3 separate regions of the Oryctolagus cuniculus genome follow, and regions 2 and 3 are each linked to region 1. Evidence: chromatin contacts called from public Hi-C and Micro-C data. All regions are on one chromosome and are shown on one strand. The core of a region is the stretch at or near the end of the contact, and the rest is flanking DNA. Distances in the headings are between cores, read along the strand shown. Region 1 holds the start of SNRK (SNF related kinase). Region 2 has its middle 46 kb from the start of POMGNT2. Region 3 has its middle 65 kb from the start of POMGNT2.

Region 1 (4,516 bases), core at 1,193-3,692:
ACACAGTAACTCCCAGGAACCAGTTGGGATAGAGTTAAATTAAGACTTTGTAAGAGTTCCTCATCTGTGTTTTTAATTCCTGAAGTTCTGGCCACGTGGAAGGCTCGTCTGTACCCTTTACTCCCTGGGCAGTACAACAAGCTCTTAGGCTCAGACAAGCTGCCACCAAGAAGAAGCAGGCCTTATTTATGCTCATGCTTAGAACTGTGGCTGCTCAGTATCTCCAAAACCCAGCAACTTTTTTCTATTTAGTTTCACTTTCTATAGGGAGGAAGCGCCCACAGTGAAGGCTGAGAGCAGGGGTGGGGAACATGTTTCTGCCAAGGGCCATCTGGGTATTTACAACACCATTTGCCAGCCATACAAAATTATCAACTTAAAAATGAGCCTGCTATACAGTTATCGAATCTCAAGTCCTGCCTGGGGCTGCCTTGGCGGGGCAGACCAAATGATTTCAAGATCCTTAGGAGGCCCGCAGGCCGGTTTAGTGCTTCCTGGGACCAGGACAAACAACACCGATGTGCTTCCATTCTAATAAAGGCCACTAAAAGCCTTCCGTTTAGGATGTGTGATTAAATCTGAACCACAAAAGCCCAATCTGCATTTCTGATCTAGGAAAACAGAAATTACTACAACGTCTGAGTTCTCCTATGCTTTAAACTATGGATTTTACTGCAATAACAGAAAAAAAATTTTTTACTCAGAATCACCAAAGAGTAGAGCTACAGTAATTTTGCGCACAAATATGAGGCAACAAAAACTAATTATGCAGATTTTAAAAACTGAAAGGTAGCATTCAAAGTTTCCTGCCTGGAAAGTCATGAAGATGCGAGTATCAAGAAAAGTTAGCTGCACGCACTTGATTTCTACACCCCTCAATAAGTGACCTTGGGAATGTCATGGAATTTCTCTGTAACATGGGAATGTCACCTGTTTTCCTCACGGGGACAATTACACAGAAAGTCGGATCAAAATGTTATTTGGTGCTCTTTAAAAAAAAAAAAAGAAAGAAACGTGTCTAATTAGTGTGCTTTAATCACCACTTGTACAGTACATTCCAGTTCAGGAATCCAATTCCAAGAGAAATATTTAAGCAGACGTTGAAGACAGATTTCCTTAAGGGAATGATTTTATAAATCTGGAAAGCAATGTAACAAGATTATAAATTAACAAGTTGATTACATAAGCCTTGACAAGCCAGGCTGGAAAGTACACTGATACACATTCTGATAAGTCAGAGCCTGATGTGGGACAAGGCGACCCAACCGCTGTGTGGATCCCAAACGCGGCTTTTCAGCCCCAGAGGAATGTGGAGGAGATTCAACAGGGTGCCCGACGCTTGCAGGTCCAAGGCCACTGGCAGGCCGGCTTCACCTTAACCCTGATGAAATTTCCAACACAAGCAGGTCGGCTCCTAAGACTTGGAGAACGCGCTCATTAAAGGGGAGAGGGCAAAGCACCCTGACAGGCTCCAAGGTCCCCAAATCCTCCACCCGTCTACCGATTCGGGAAGTCCACCGCCAGATTCCCCCCCACCCCGTAAAGCCTGGACCTGGTCCCCACTGCCCAGGAAGCCTCTGGACCGTACCTGACTCTCCTGGGAGGGACAGCCCAGGATAAAACGGATGCCACTTCCCCGGACCCCAAGTCCAAGCAAAAGGCAGGCAGGGCTCTGCCGACCGGTGCAGAGAGAACTCAACAGGCGATGGCCACGGCAAAGAAGGCAGGCTTCCCAGCTCTCCCTCGAGATGGCACCGCTCCTCCCGCTGCCCCTTCTCCGCGGACAACAGCAGCCCCCGCTCCATTGTACAACCCCCTGCTGCGGTCACATTTCCCCTGGATTCGCCCGCAAAGCGCAAACAAACGCAGCCCAGCACAGACGTCCCACTCCCGAGACCTGAGCCCCCGGGAGCCCGGCCCGGGCGCGGGGCCCCGCGGGCGCCGCACTCGGCCCGCTCCGGGGCGGGGCGCGGGGATGCGGGCGCCTCCCGAGGTGCCGCAATCCCGCCGCGGCCGCAAGGGCAGGGCCTCCGGGCGCCCGCGCCCCGCCGCCGCCGCAGTGACGGCTCCCGCCTGGGTGCCACCGCCCGGGTGCCATCGCCCGCCAGGCCGCGGCGCCGCACTCGGGCCCCGCGTCCTCGCCGGCCGCGCGCTGCGGAGCGCGCAACTTACTTTCCGCCCGCGGCGGGCGCCCCGGCCCGGGCAACGGCGGAGGCTCCAGAGGCGCCGGAGGCCGGCCCGCACCCCCACCCACGGCCGCGCGCCCTGCCGCGCTCTGCGCTCGCCCCTACCTCAGCAGGCAGGCGGGCGTCCGTCCGCAGCGGCCGCGGCGCCGACAACTCCCTCCCGGCCGCCGAAACCCCGCACCCAGCGTTAATCATAATACCGAGCGGGCGGCCGGCCTCGGGTAGGAGGGTGGGCCTGAGCTGCGCCTGCGCGGGGCCGCGCGTCAACCGTGACGCGACGCCGGGGCGGGGCTTTGGGGGGCGGGGCCGCGAGGGGCGGGGCGGGGCGCACCTGCGGGCGGCTGGAGGGCGTCCTGGCGGCGTCCTGACCCCACCGAGTGTGCGTTGTGGCTGGCGGAAGGAAGCGGGCGAGGCGCCCGAGGAGGATGGGGGACGGTGGAGGAGGAAGCCCCGGGGCCGCGGGACAATGGCCGGGAAGGGCAGCGATAGTTGTCTCTGCAGATCCGGCGGCCTTAGGGACGGGGCGGGGCGGGAGGGGGTGCGGTGAGGAATCGCAGGTGCTGGACCTTTTAAAGCTCACCACCGTCACTGTCCCCCGCCAGGTTTAAGCAAGGGAAGCAGGTACATCCGCGTGTGAGGCCACATACACACAATACTTCTCTCTCTCTAGTGTCTTTTTCTGGGCCCAATTTGCTGTTGCTAATTAAAGAGAAGCGGGAGACACTGGCCAGCCAGCGCTGGAAACAGCGTGGGAAGCGTCAAAGCCCCTGAAGTCAGAGATTCAAAGCGCACCAGGTGTTAGCCGGACCCCGGATGCTCCAGGATGCGAGTGGGGGTGGGTTAGTGAGGGTTGGGAAGGGTTAGGGGAGAACTCCTGGCTGTCACCTTGGAGGCTTGATGTGCAGCCAGACCAGCTCTCCTGGATCTGCAGCAGGCCAATAAACCAGATACCGGGAAGCTGTCTCCAACCCCCTTTTTCCCTTTCTGTTCCCCCCTCCTGCCCACCTTGCCCCAAGAAAGGACAGAGCAAAGAAGGAGTGAATTTGCTTGAACTGAGGGCATGGAGAGCAGAACCCCAGATGGCTCCCTCTGTTGACCTGCAAACGCAGAAAACCTCTTCCTTCAGACTCCTTTTTTTTTTTTTTTTTTTTTTTTTTTTTTTTGAGATTTATTTTATGTGTTTCAAAGAATTACACAGAGACGTAGAGGTCTCCCATCCACTGGTTCACTCTCCAAATAGCCGCAACGGGAGATCTGAAGCTAGGAGCTTCTTCAAGGTCTCCCACATCAGTGCAAGAGCCCAAGCACTTGGGCCATCCTCAGTCGCTTTTCCAGGTGTATTATCGGAGAGCTGGATCAGAAGTGGAGCAGCTGGGACTCAAACCCGCGTCCATGTGAGAGGCTGGCGCTGCAGGTCAGGGTTTTAAACTGCTGTGCCACAGCACCAGCCCTATCCTGCAGACTCTTAGGGTATCTTATCCATCTCACAATGATTGGGGAGCCAACGCGTATCCATGTGACTCTTAGAATGGACACGAGGTTTTCTTTGCAAGGCGGACTCCCAGTTATCCTAATGCCATAGCACTGTGGGGTGATGGGAGAGGCACCAGGGACAGCCTCCTCCAAGTCCCACCTCTGGCACCACTGTGACTCAGAAAGACCATAGGAAATTCTACCATCCATAAAAGTCCCCCAGGAAAACAGTGCCTACCTTGGGTTTGTGGGACTCATTTCTGAGTTGTTGGAAAGCAGGAAGACGATGCATTTTTGCTTGAGGGAGGTATCCCTATTCAGGATAGGAGCAGCCAACCAAAGGGGGAAAATCCCACTCTAATGGTTCCCCAGGGAATCCCAGGGGTTGAAGACACCACCACCTGGTCTGTAGCCCCCAGACATAACAGGAACCACAGAGCAGTAACCATAATCTACAAGCCTTTGAAAAACAGTATTTGTATTGCTGCCATGCAACTCAAGTTTTGAATAAACTCTCAAAGGGAAACGGAGACATCAGAAAAAGCAAAATAGTAAGTGAAAGGGGAGGGGGAAAATAAGAAACTGATTTAAAAATAAGCTCAACTCTAATTCTCTTCCGAAAAGGGGGATGCAGTCCTAGCCATGTGGTAAATCATTTACTCATCTGCAATTATTTCTTGGGACGCAGGAGTATGGCTGGGAAGAATGTGACCCATTTTCGATTGTGCACCATAAATACATAAGGTGATCTGATTATGCTTGGGCAATATTTAAAAATCATCAAGTATAATTTAATGAACTGTGACTTAACTTTGAATTTAAGCAAATGTGTTTATTTTAATGAAGGACCCCTTCTC
Region 2 (4,516 bases), core at 557-3,056, 120 kb after region 1:
ATAAGCATATATGTTATTGATGAATTCTCTCAGCTTTTGTTAATCTAGAATATCTTAATTTTACTTCTATTTTTGAAGGATAGTGTTGCTGAATTCACAGCCTTTTTCTTTCAGCACTTTAAATATGTCATCCAAATGCCTTCTGTCTGCCACTTCTGATAAGAATTTCCATCGCTTGTCTTATTAAAAAGCTCTTGTTTGTGGACAGTAATTTTTCTTTTGTTGTTTCCAAGATGTTTTCTGGGTCTTTGACCTTCAATATTTTGACTAGGACACATATCGGTACATATGAATTTGAATTTATCACACTTGGACTTTATTGGGGTTCCTGGATGTATGGATTAAATTTTTCAATCAAATTTGAGAATTTTCAGTCTCTGTTTCTTCCAATAGTTTTTCTGTACCATTCTGTCTTTCCTCTCCTCTGAGTCTGTTATGCAAATATTGATACACCTGGGGGAATCCTCTGGATTTCTGATACTGTCACTTCATTTTTCTCTCACTTCATCAGAATGGATAATCTCAACTGACTGATGCTCTGGTTTGCTCATTCTTTCTTCTCAAATCTGCTACAGAACTCCTCTAGTGAATTTCTCATTTCAGTTCTTACACTTTTCAACTAAAAAATTTCAATTTGACTCTTTTTTAAAAAAAAATTCTGTCTTTTTATTGAAACTACCTATTCAATGGGAATTTGCAGTATTTTCCTTCAATTCCTTAGACCTGGCTTTCTTTAATGACTTGAACATATTTTAAAGTCTAATAATTCAATGTATGGCCTTATTTATGGATAGTTTCTATTGATTGCTTCTCCCCTCTCCCCATATGTTGGTCATACTTTCCTGTTTATTCCATGTCTCATAACTTTTTGTTGAAAATTGGACATCTTAGATAATAGTGTAGAAGATGTGAGAATAAGAACAGCCCGTCCCCAGGGTCGTTGCTGTTCTTGCTTGTTGTCACTCTGCTTACTTAGTGCTTTTGCAGGATCACTTCCTGTAGAACAGGGACACTGAAGTGTCTGCTCAGTTTGTGTAGGTGTCAGGTCCTGATTGGTCAGAGGGCATTAAATTCCTTAAACCAACGTATTTTCCGCCCTTGCCAAAGGGCCTGTGTATGCGGAAGTGAGCCTTGAATAGTCAAGCAGGTCACTGCTCGGCCTCAGCTCAGTGTGAGCAAGAGGTGAGAGGTGGGGCTCCATCTTTCTCCTGAGCAGGCTCGCAGGATACCCATTTGGCTCCGTAGATTGTCAAGAACACACCAAAGTTTCCCAGCTATGGACATGCAATTCCCTAAATGTTCCTTCTACAGGTCTGACCAGCCTCTTCACTTTGCTCTGGGGGCAGGATTTTTCAGATGCTCCAAACCCAGTCTAACAATTCACTCCAGCTCATAAAACGCCGATGTTCTGCTCTTGCTTCTTGTCTTTTCTCATGAAGAACCCTCCTTCACCCCAACTACCCTATTTCAACTAAAGGACATAGTAGAGCTTCCACAAATTTGGTCTTACTTAAAACCAAGCAGGACTGGCTTTGACAGGATATGATAAAAAGGCTCAGAAAGGGCCTAGTTTTGCTTTCTCTTTTAGCAGACAATGTGGTCTAACTGCCTTGATCCCCCACAAACCACAGGAGCTCAGGTTGCAAGGTAAAGTCAGGATACAACCCAGGCTTCTCATCAGCGCTCCTTGAGTTGTTTCCTCCCAAGGTGTCTGGAGTGGTCTCAGCATCATGAACCAAGCACCAAGTGGACTGTGTGGTTGTGTGTGCTGACGCATCCCCACACCCCACCACCACCACGTGGTGGCCTTGGGGACTGGGAAGTGGGAGAGGGAGCAAGTGAACTGGTGTTCAGAGAAGTGTTACCTACAAACCCACAAGACTCCATAAGGGCTACCACTTTGCCACTGGAAAATAAAGTTGGGCCTACTTCCTCAGTGTAGCTATTCCCAGAGCACAGAGCGGCCTCTGGAAAGATCCAGCTGTCATGTCTTTGTCCCTTCTCCATGTTGAGCTGGTTGGCAGTGAACGTGGCAGGAAGAACTTGGCAGCTGCAGTGGCCAGAGGAGTGTTCTGTGCCGCATTTACAGAGTCACGTTTCCCACTTGATTGAAAGTAGAATCTTCAATAATATATAGATTTTAAGCGACTGAAGGCTTGCTCACGCCAAGTCCTAGCGTAAGGCGTATTTTTACAGCTGAGATGATAAATCCCTGAATGACGGCACTTACCACGGAACTGCTGACACAGCCTTTCATTCCTTTCACAGTGATTAAAATCCTCATTTCAATTTGTTTTTCTTTATTTTGAGCTGGAGTCATTTGCAAGCCCAGGAACACATCTCGCTGTGATAGAAAACGAAATGCTGCCCTCTGTCGGGAAGACGATGGAACTGTTCTGAACCCCCTAGAGTGGTCAGATCTTGGTTTGGAGAATCAAGGATAGCCAGAAAAGTGAGCTTTCATACCTGCAGTCTTGCCAGGAAAGAAACTCCCATAGGGCAAACCTTCGCCACAGAGAAAGTGAGGCAGAGAAGGGAAGACAAGCAATCAACGATGCATCAAAGCGGACGCCGCAGGAGGCAGCTGGAAATATACCCTTTGAGGAATTCTGAGACGAGGCATCTCAGATCAGCTCTTCTACAGCACAGGGGAGCTGGATGTTTATGCACCAGCTCCCATCAGTCACTGGTTTCAGGTTGCTCTGCACCAACTCCTCTGCACTGCTAGCTTCAATGGCCAGAGGAAGGCCTCAGCAAACGCGTGGTCTCGGCAGTTGGAGGTCGAGCCTTTGCTATGCAGGCCCAGGTACATGTGCTCAGCCTCTGACCTGTCTGCTATACTGACTCTCCTTCATCCCTTCTAGTCTCTTTGGACTATTTGATTTGCACACATATGTTACATGATTGGAATTTAAGATATTCTTTCTGTTTATCCAAGGCCTACAGTGGCTGCCAAACCAAAAGTTCAGTGATCCTAGGAAACAAATGGCCCTGAAAGTCTTTCAACTTTGCAAATCTTTTAGGGTGGACATCTTCATCTGCCAGTGAGATCTCAGCAGTGCTCTGGCTCGGAGAGCTGATGTGTCTCAAATGTTGCAGCTTAGCAAGGCTTCCATCAACAATGCCAATCACAATAGAACTTGACCTAATGGGACTCGAACATATCCTTAGTTCTTCACAGGGTCAGAGCTCTGCAACAGGGGTTTCCAAAATGAGTCCCAATGATGAGCGATCAGTCTACAAGGATTCCCCTCAGCTCAGAGTTCAGACATCAGCTAAGGTTGATAAGCTGTCTCGGTATAGCATTTCCCTAAAGATCACAATACCAACTAAGACACAACAGCACTTCAAGTCTGTGGAAAATGCAATTTAAAGAGAAGTTTATTTTGGTGCACTGCATTTTCATAATATAGATCTTTCATGAACTTTTTGAAGTAGCTTCATTTAAAAAAAAATCTAGTTATTTGAAAGGCAGAGGGGTGGGGATGAGGAGAGACACAGAGGGAGAGACAGAGAGCAAGCAAGTGCACCCATTTGCTTGTTCATTCCTCATTGGCTGCAACAGCTAGGGCTGGTCCAGGCCAAAACCAGGAGCCTGTACATCCATCTAGGTCTCCTACATGGGTGGCAGGGGCCCATCTTCCACTACCCGAGCAGGTGTATTAGTAGGAACCTAGATCAGAAGTGGAGCAGCCAGGACTCACATCAGTCCTCAATATGGGATGCCAGTGTTGCAGGTGGTGATTTAACCTGCTGTACCACAACACTGGCCCTCATATGAAAAGCTCTGTAACCTGTAAGAGGGAAGGTCTTGTCATCACATGTAAGGGTGGGTCCAAGTCCACGAAGACACATATGCCAACATAGGCTATGTGTTATAGTACTAAGGCTTACGCTCCGCCTGGGGCAGAGATCTTAGTAGTAAAATGAAGCAAAGGGTGACCTTTGCCTACTTTCTGACCAATGTGCCCCCTTGCTGTTCTCGCAGTAGGGTCTGGAGGCAACCAGGGCAGCTGGAGATTCCATCTTTCTAAAATGTGACTGAAGATCCAAGAAAAAAATGTTGTAGAACATCAGACCCTTTTAAGGTCTTGAAACAGAAGTCACAATGAAGGCTTTTGAGCTACTAAGAATAGAAAGACTGGAAAGATACAAACAAGCCAAAAGGGAAGAAACGGCACTGATGTGTGTCAAGGAAGACAATCAAAATGAGGCAGGATCAGCTCAGGGCACTTGAGATGGAGTTGGGAGGCCACTGGCGAGCGAGCTTTCCGGCACGTGTACAGTGGCACCTTTGACCTGGGCTTCCTGCACAAAAGCACGTATGCCCCAGATTCGTGCTGACCTCTGCACTGGGTCAAACTGCCATCCACTCATTTTCGTTAACCATTTGTAACCCCTCCCCTTGCTTCTCTTAAAGGACCTAAGGGTTGAACTCCCAACCTTTTTTTTTTTCTTTTTCTTTTCTTTGTAGTAAGAAAGAAATAAAATTTTAAAATATGAAAGCAGAGCCCTA
Region 3 (4,516 bases), core at 1,046-3,545, 100 kb after region 1:
AAAAATCCTTGCCCTTGCCTAGCTGACAGTCTACTGGGGTGGGGATGGGGGGGACAGGCAAGAAACCAAAGAATAAGAAAAGCAGGGTGGCAGCTGGGGACAGGTGCAGTGGAAACATCGCAGCAGAGGGATGGCACCGAGTGTTGGGCAGATCAACAAGGGCTAGGCTGGGAAAGCCTGAAAGCCATGGCCTGAAGGAGAGGATGGACTGAGGCACCTGGAAGTGGCAGGCAGAGCTTCCCAGCATGTGCAAAACCCCTGGGGTGTCCTGGGAACAGCATGGAGATCAGTCTGGCTTAAAGAGAGCCTGTCAGAGGGAGGGAGGGAGTCAGGGGAGAGACAGAAAGGGGGAGCACTCGGCCAACTGAGAGGGGAAACCATTGGAGGATCTGAGCAGAGGAGTCACACACGGACTCAGGGTTGAGAATGAACTACCGACAGGAAACGGTGGGAGCAGCAGACTTATTCTGAGGCTGTCAGCATAATCCAGGTGTGAGATCATGGCTCCTGGGACCAGGAGGATGTGACAGGTGGTAAGATGAGATGGAGTCGTGACCTATAGATTCTCCTTGACTTCCCATGGGGTTAAATCTTGGGAAACCTATCGTAAGTGGAAAATGTCATAAGTCAAAAATGCATTTAACCCACATCCCCTACCTGACACCCCAGCTTACCAACGCAACACCCGGCAGAGCACTGGTGGCTCTTTGCACCTGCCCTCCACTGACTGAGTGGCTGACTGGGAGCTGCCCAGCACAAGAGAGAACACAGCACACACTATGAGCCCAGGAAAAAAAATCAGTACTCACAATTCCCACTAAGGTTGCTACTGAATGTTTAGCACAACCCTGCCGTCCCAAAGTAGAGAAGCCATAAACTGTTAGAAGACAGGGAAAAAACATCTTGATGTGTATCGTGGGGATGATTTTTTGGATATGACCCTAAAAGCACAGGCAAGAAAAGCCAAGATAGAAAAGTGGGATTATGTCAGACCAAAGAGCTTCTTCCCAGGGATGGAAACAACCAACAGAATAAAGAGGCAACCTATGGATTGCGAGATGTTTGTAAACTGTACACCTGATTAGGGGTTAACTTCTGAAGAGCATAAGGAATTCATACAACTCAAGAGAAACAAAATACATAACTCAATTTAAAAATGGGTAGGTAAAGACTCAAATACACATTTCTCAAAAGAATAGCTTCAAGTGGCTAATAGGTATGTGCAAAAATGCTCAACATCAATAATTAGGAGGGAAATGCAAATTCAAATCACAATGAGTTATCACAATTGTTAGAATAGCTATCGTCAAAAGGATAAAAGATAATAAATTTTGGTGAGGGTGTAGAAAAATGAGAAAAGAGAATCCTTATATATTAATGGTGGGAATGAAAACATTTTTAAAATTAAGAGCCAAACTACCAAATGAGCCAGCAATCCTACTAAACATATCCAAAGGAAATAAAATCAGCATGTCGAAGAGATATTTGCACTCACATGTTTATGGCAGCATTACTCATAAAAGTCAAGACACAGAATCCAAGTAAATGCCCATTAACAGAGGAATGGATTCAGAAAATGTGAAACACACACACACACACACACACACACACACACACTGGAATACTATTCAGCCTTAAAAAAGAAGAAAATAAAAAACATTGGAAAGAAAGAAGGAAATCATCCCATTGATGACAACAGGAATGAACCTGCAGGGCACTGAGCTAATGAAATAAACCAGGCACATAAACACTAACACTGTATGAGCTCGCTGACATGTGGGATCTGAAAACACTGCACTCAGAGCAGCAGAGAGTAGAATGATCATTTCCAGAGGCTGGGAGGCAGAGTGAAAGTGGGGAAAAATACTGCTTAGGGCCGGCGCTGCGGCTAATCCTCTGCCTTGCGGCACTGGCACACCAGGTTCTAGTTCCGGTCAGGGCTCCAGATTCTGTCCCGGTTGCTCCTCTTCCAGTCCAGCTCTCTGCTGTGGCCCGGGAGTGCAGTGGAGGATGGCCCACATGCTTGGGCCCTGCACCTGCATGGGAGACCAGGAGAGGCACCTGGCCCCTGGCTTCAGATCAGCACCGTGTGCCTGCCGCAGCGTGCCGGCTGCAGCGGTCATTGTGGGGTGAACCAACGGAAAAGGAAGACCTTCCTCTCTGTCTCTCTCTCTCTCACTGTCCACTCTGCCTGTCAAAAAAATAAAAAGAAAAAAAGAAAAAAGAAAAATACTGCTTAGGAGCCCAAAGTGCCAGTTAGATAGCAGGAATAAATCCAGAGGCCTGGCATACAGCATGGAGAGTACAGTTAATAATGATAAACTAGATACCTGGAAGCTGCAAAGAGATCAGATCCCAAATGTTCTATACACACACACACACACACACACACACACAGTATATGAGGCAACAGATAACTTAATTCTTTCACAATGTATGCATTTACCAAGACATCTTGTACATTGTAAACAGACACAGTTCTTATTTATCCATTACACCTTAGTAAATTTGTGTGAGGAGGGTGGGAGAGAGGGAGAGAGAGAGAGGGAGTGAGAGAGAGAGAGAGAGAGAGAGAGAGAGATCCTCTGCTTCCTTTGTCCAGGCTTTCCTGAGATGACCTGTGAGCAGCAGAGCTATTTGTGGGCTGAAGGACAGACGTGGTGTTCACTCTGTCCCCGAATCTGTGCCTGGAACCTGGGCCCTTGTGAGCCATTTTCACTCTCAACAATTCTTGGAATTCCTGCGCCTCTTTGGATCTCAGCTCTGAATAGCTGGTTAATATTTTCCATGAAGCTTCTCCAAAGAAAACAGAACACGCAGAGCCCTTGAAAGGAGCTGACGGCCTTGCTCCTGGTTGTAGGGACGTTTGTTCTGGGGGCTGGGAACAGACGCTACCGAAAGGGTTTTCAGTTTCTCATAGCTAAAACTGAGGGAGGGTCTCCCCGTTTCTGGGGAATGCAGCCAGCCCTCCAGAACACCCAGGGGCTCATTTCTCCCTCAAGGCGTCTCAGAACATGGTGGAAAAGTTAGGAGTGAAATAGACCTCCTCTGAAATCCCAGTGCTAGCCCTCCCCCGTTGTGGGAAACTCAGTGGTTCTACATCCACTGACTTATACTGCCAGTGAGAAAAACCAAGGCCTACATTCATGGCAAGACTCGTGGCTAATCCTCTCCCCTTCTTTTAAACCCAAAACGAGCCCCAAGGCCCAGGCCAGTGACCCTTTGGTTCCTTGATCCTGCCTGGTTTCCATATTGCAAAGATGACGTCAGAGGCCCTTCCTGGCCACCATGTAGAGAAATGCAACTGGGGGCTCCGCGAATTCATCCATCGCCCTCCTCGGACACATCTCCCATGAAGCCAGCATGCTTCATTGTCTCTACCTTCTCAGGGATTCCAAGTGGGCTTGCCTTCCAGTTGCCAGAGACCACAAAGAACACACTTGGGGAATCCTGTGTCAAATGTGTATGCCTCTCCGTGGCTGCTTATGTTCCAGAGAGCTGCTGGAGCTAGGCAGTGCCTTTGCCAGAAGAAAGACTGCCTTCTCCCCAGGAAGACAGCCCAGCTCCGGAAGCACCAGCAACAGGAACAGGAAGGGTGCCGGGTAAACAGGCCCGAGCTGTTGCTTAGCAATCAGGCAGTGAGTTTAGACTGAATTTCCCACAGATCATAGCTGCCTCTCACCTGCTCCCACGGTCGGTCCATCCACGGGACAAATCTCCAGCTTCCCTCCTCCCCCTCATGTCTTTTCTCCTTTAACTTTCCTGATCCCTGTGTTTCCTACGTTCTCTTGTCCTCTCTCTCTCTCAGCTAGAACCCCAGACCTGGGTTCCTGGTCCTTCTCTGTGATCATCTGAACTCGCCCCTGGGGAGAGGACCAGCCTTAATATGTGGCTTTGCCTATGACCCATTACTGGAGCAGAGTCCTCACGTCAAGAAAGGAGCTGTCAGAGAAAACTGCTTTGCCCTCCAGTGTGTGGCTTGGAGCAACCTATTTCCCTCTGATGGGCTTCAGCTGCCTCCAGCTGTGCAATGCACGGGTCCCTTTCCCAGTGTCACATCCATGGCCACTCCCTACTAGGCTCACCAGAAAGACGTGCCTGAGGGGAGTCGACACTGAGTGTGATGCAGCTTACCAGGGCTGGCCTCAGGGCTGTGGTTTGATCACCAAACCACCTACGCAGGTGTCACAAGCAAAGGAACACCAGCCTGCCCCTGCCCCACCCGTCCTGCTTCAGGGAGGAAGCTGGAATGACTCAGATAACAATGTTTGCAGTCAGGCTGATATGAGATCAAACCCTGACTCCTTGTCTCCAAACTCTGTGACCTGGGCTACAACTGTTGACCCTGTCCGAGCCTTGGTGTCCTAGCTCTAAACTTTGGTGATAACCTCTTGGTCACCAGGCCATGATAAGAGGCATTAAAGGAGATCTCTTAGGAAACCCTCTGGCCATAGGAAGTATGCAATAAGTCTCCATCCCACAAGCCGCACAGGCAGATCAAGTAGGAGCAGCACAC

What was found. Hi-C and Micro-C count contacts between places; a contact is called where the count stands out from the background.
Region 2: a contact with region 1 is called in a Hi-C map of an unstated tissue, with 5 times the contacts expected there. The contact joins the enhancer-like site here to the promoter of SNRK in region 1. A contact is called at or near these places in 2 of 6 Hi-C or Micro-C datasets (liver and an unstated tissue).
Region 3: a contact with region 1 is called in a Micro-C map of ear pinna, with 2.1 times the contacts expected there. The contact joins the enhancer-like site here to the promoter of SNRK in region 1. A contact is called at or near these places in 2 of 6 Hi-C or Micro-C datasets (ear pinna and liver).

What each region holds. Positions count from the first base shown.
Region 1 is chr10:104,827,773-104,832,288 of mOryCun1.1, forward strand. It overlaps SNRK (SNF related kinase), which reads right to left and starts at 2,443. Exons shown (of 6, transcript XM_008260225.4): 1 at 2,292-2,443.
Region 2 is chr10:104,949,890-104,954,405 of mOryCun1.1, forward strand. No RefSeq gene overlaps it. Among named protein-coding and RNA genes, the nearest start is that of POMGNT2, 46 kb to the right of the region's middle. Within about 2 kb of position 1,807, at least 2 of the 8 cell types and tissues checked have an H3K27ac peak or open chromatin away from gene starts, as enhancers often do.
Region 3 is chr10:104,930,741-104,935,256 of mOryCun1.1, forward strand. No RefSeq gene overlaps it. Among named protein-coding and RNA genes, the nearest start is that of POMGNT2, 65 kb to the right of the region's middle. Within about 2 kb of position 2,296, at least 3 of the 8 cell types and tissues checked have an H3K27ac peak or open chromatin away from gene starts, as enhancers often do. A contact at or near this core is called in ear pinna, where this site is marked.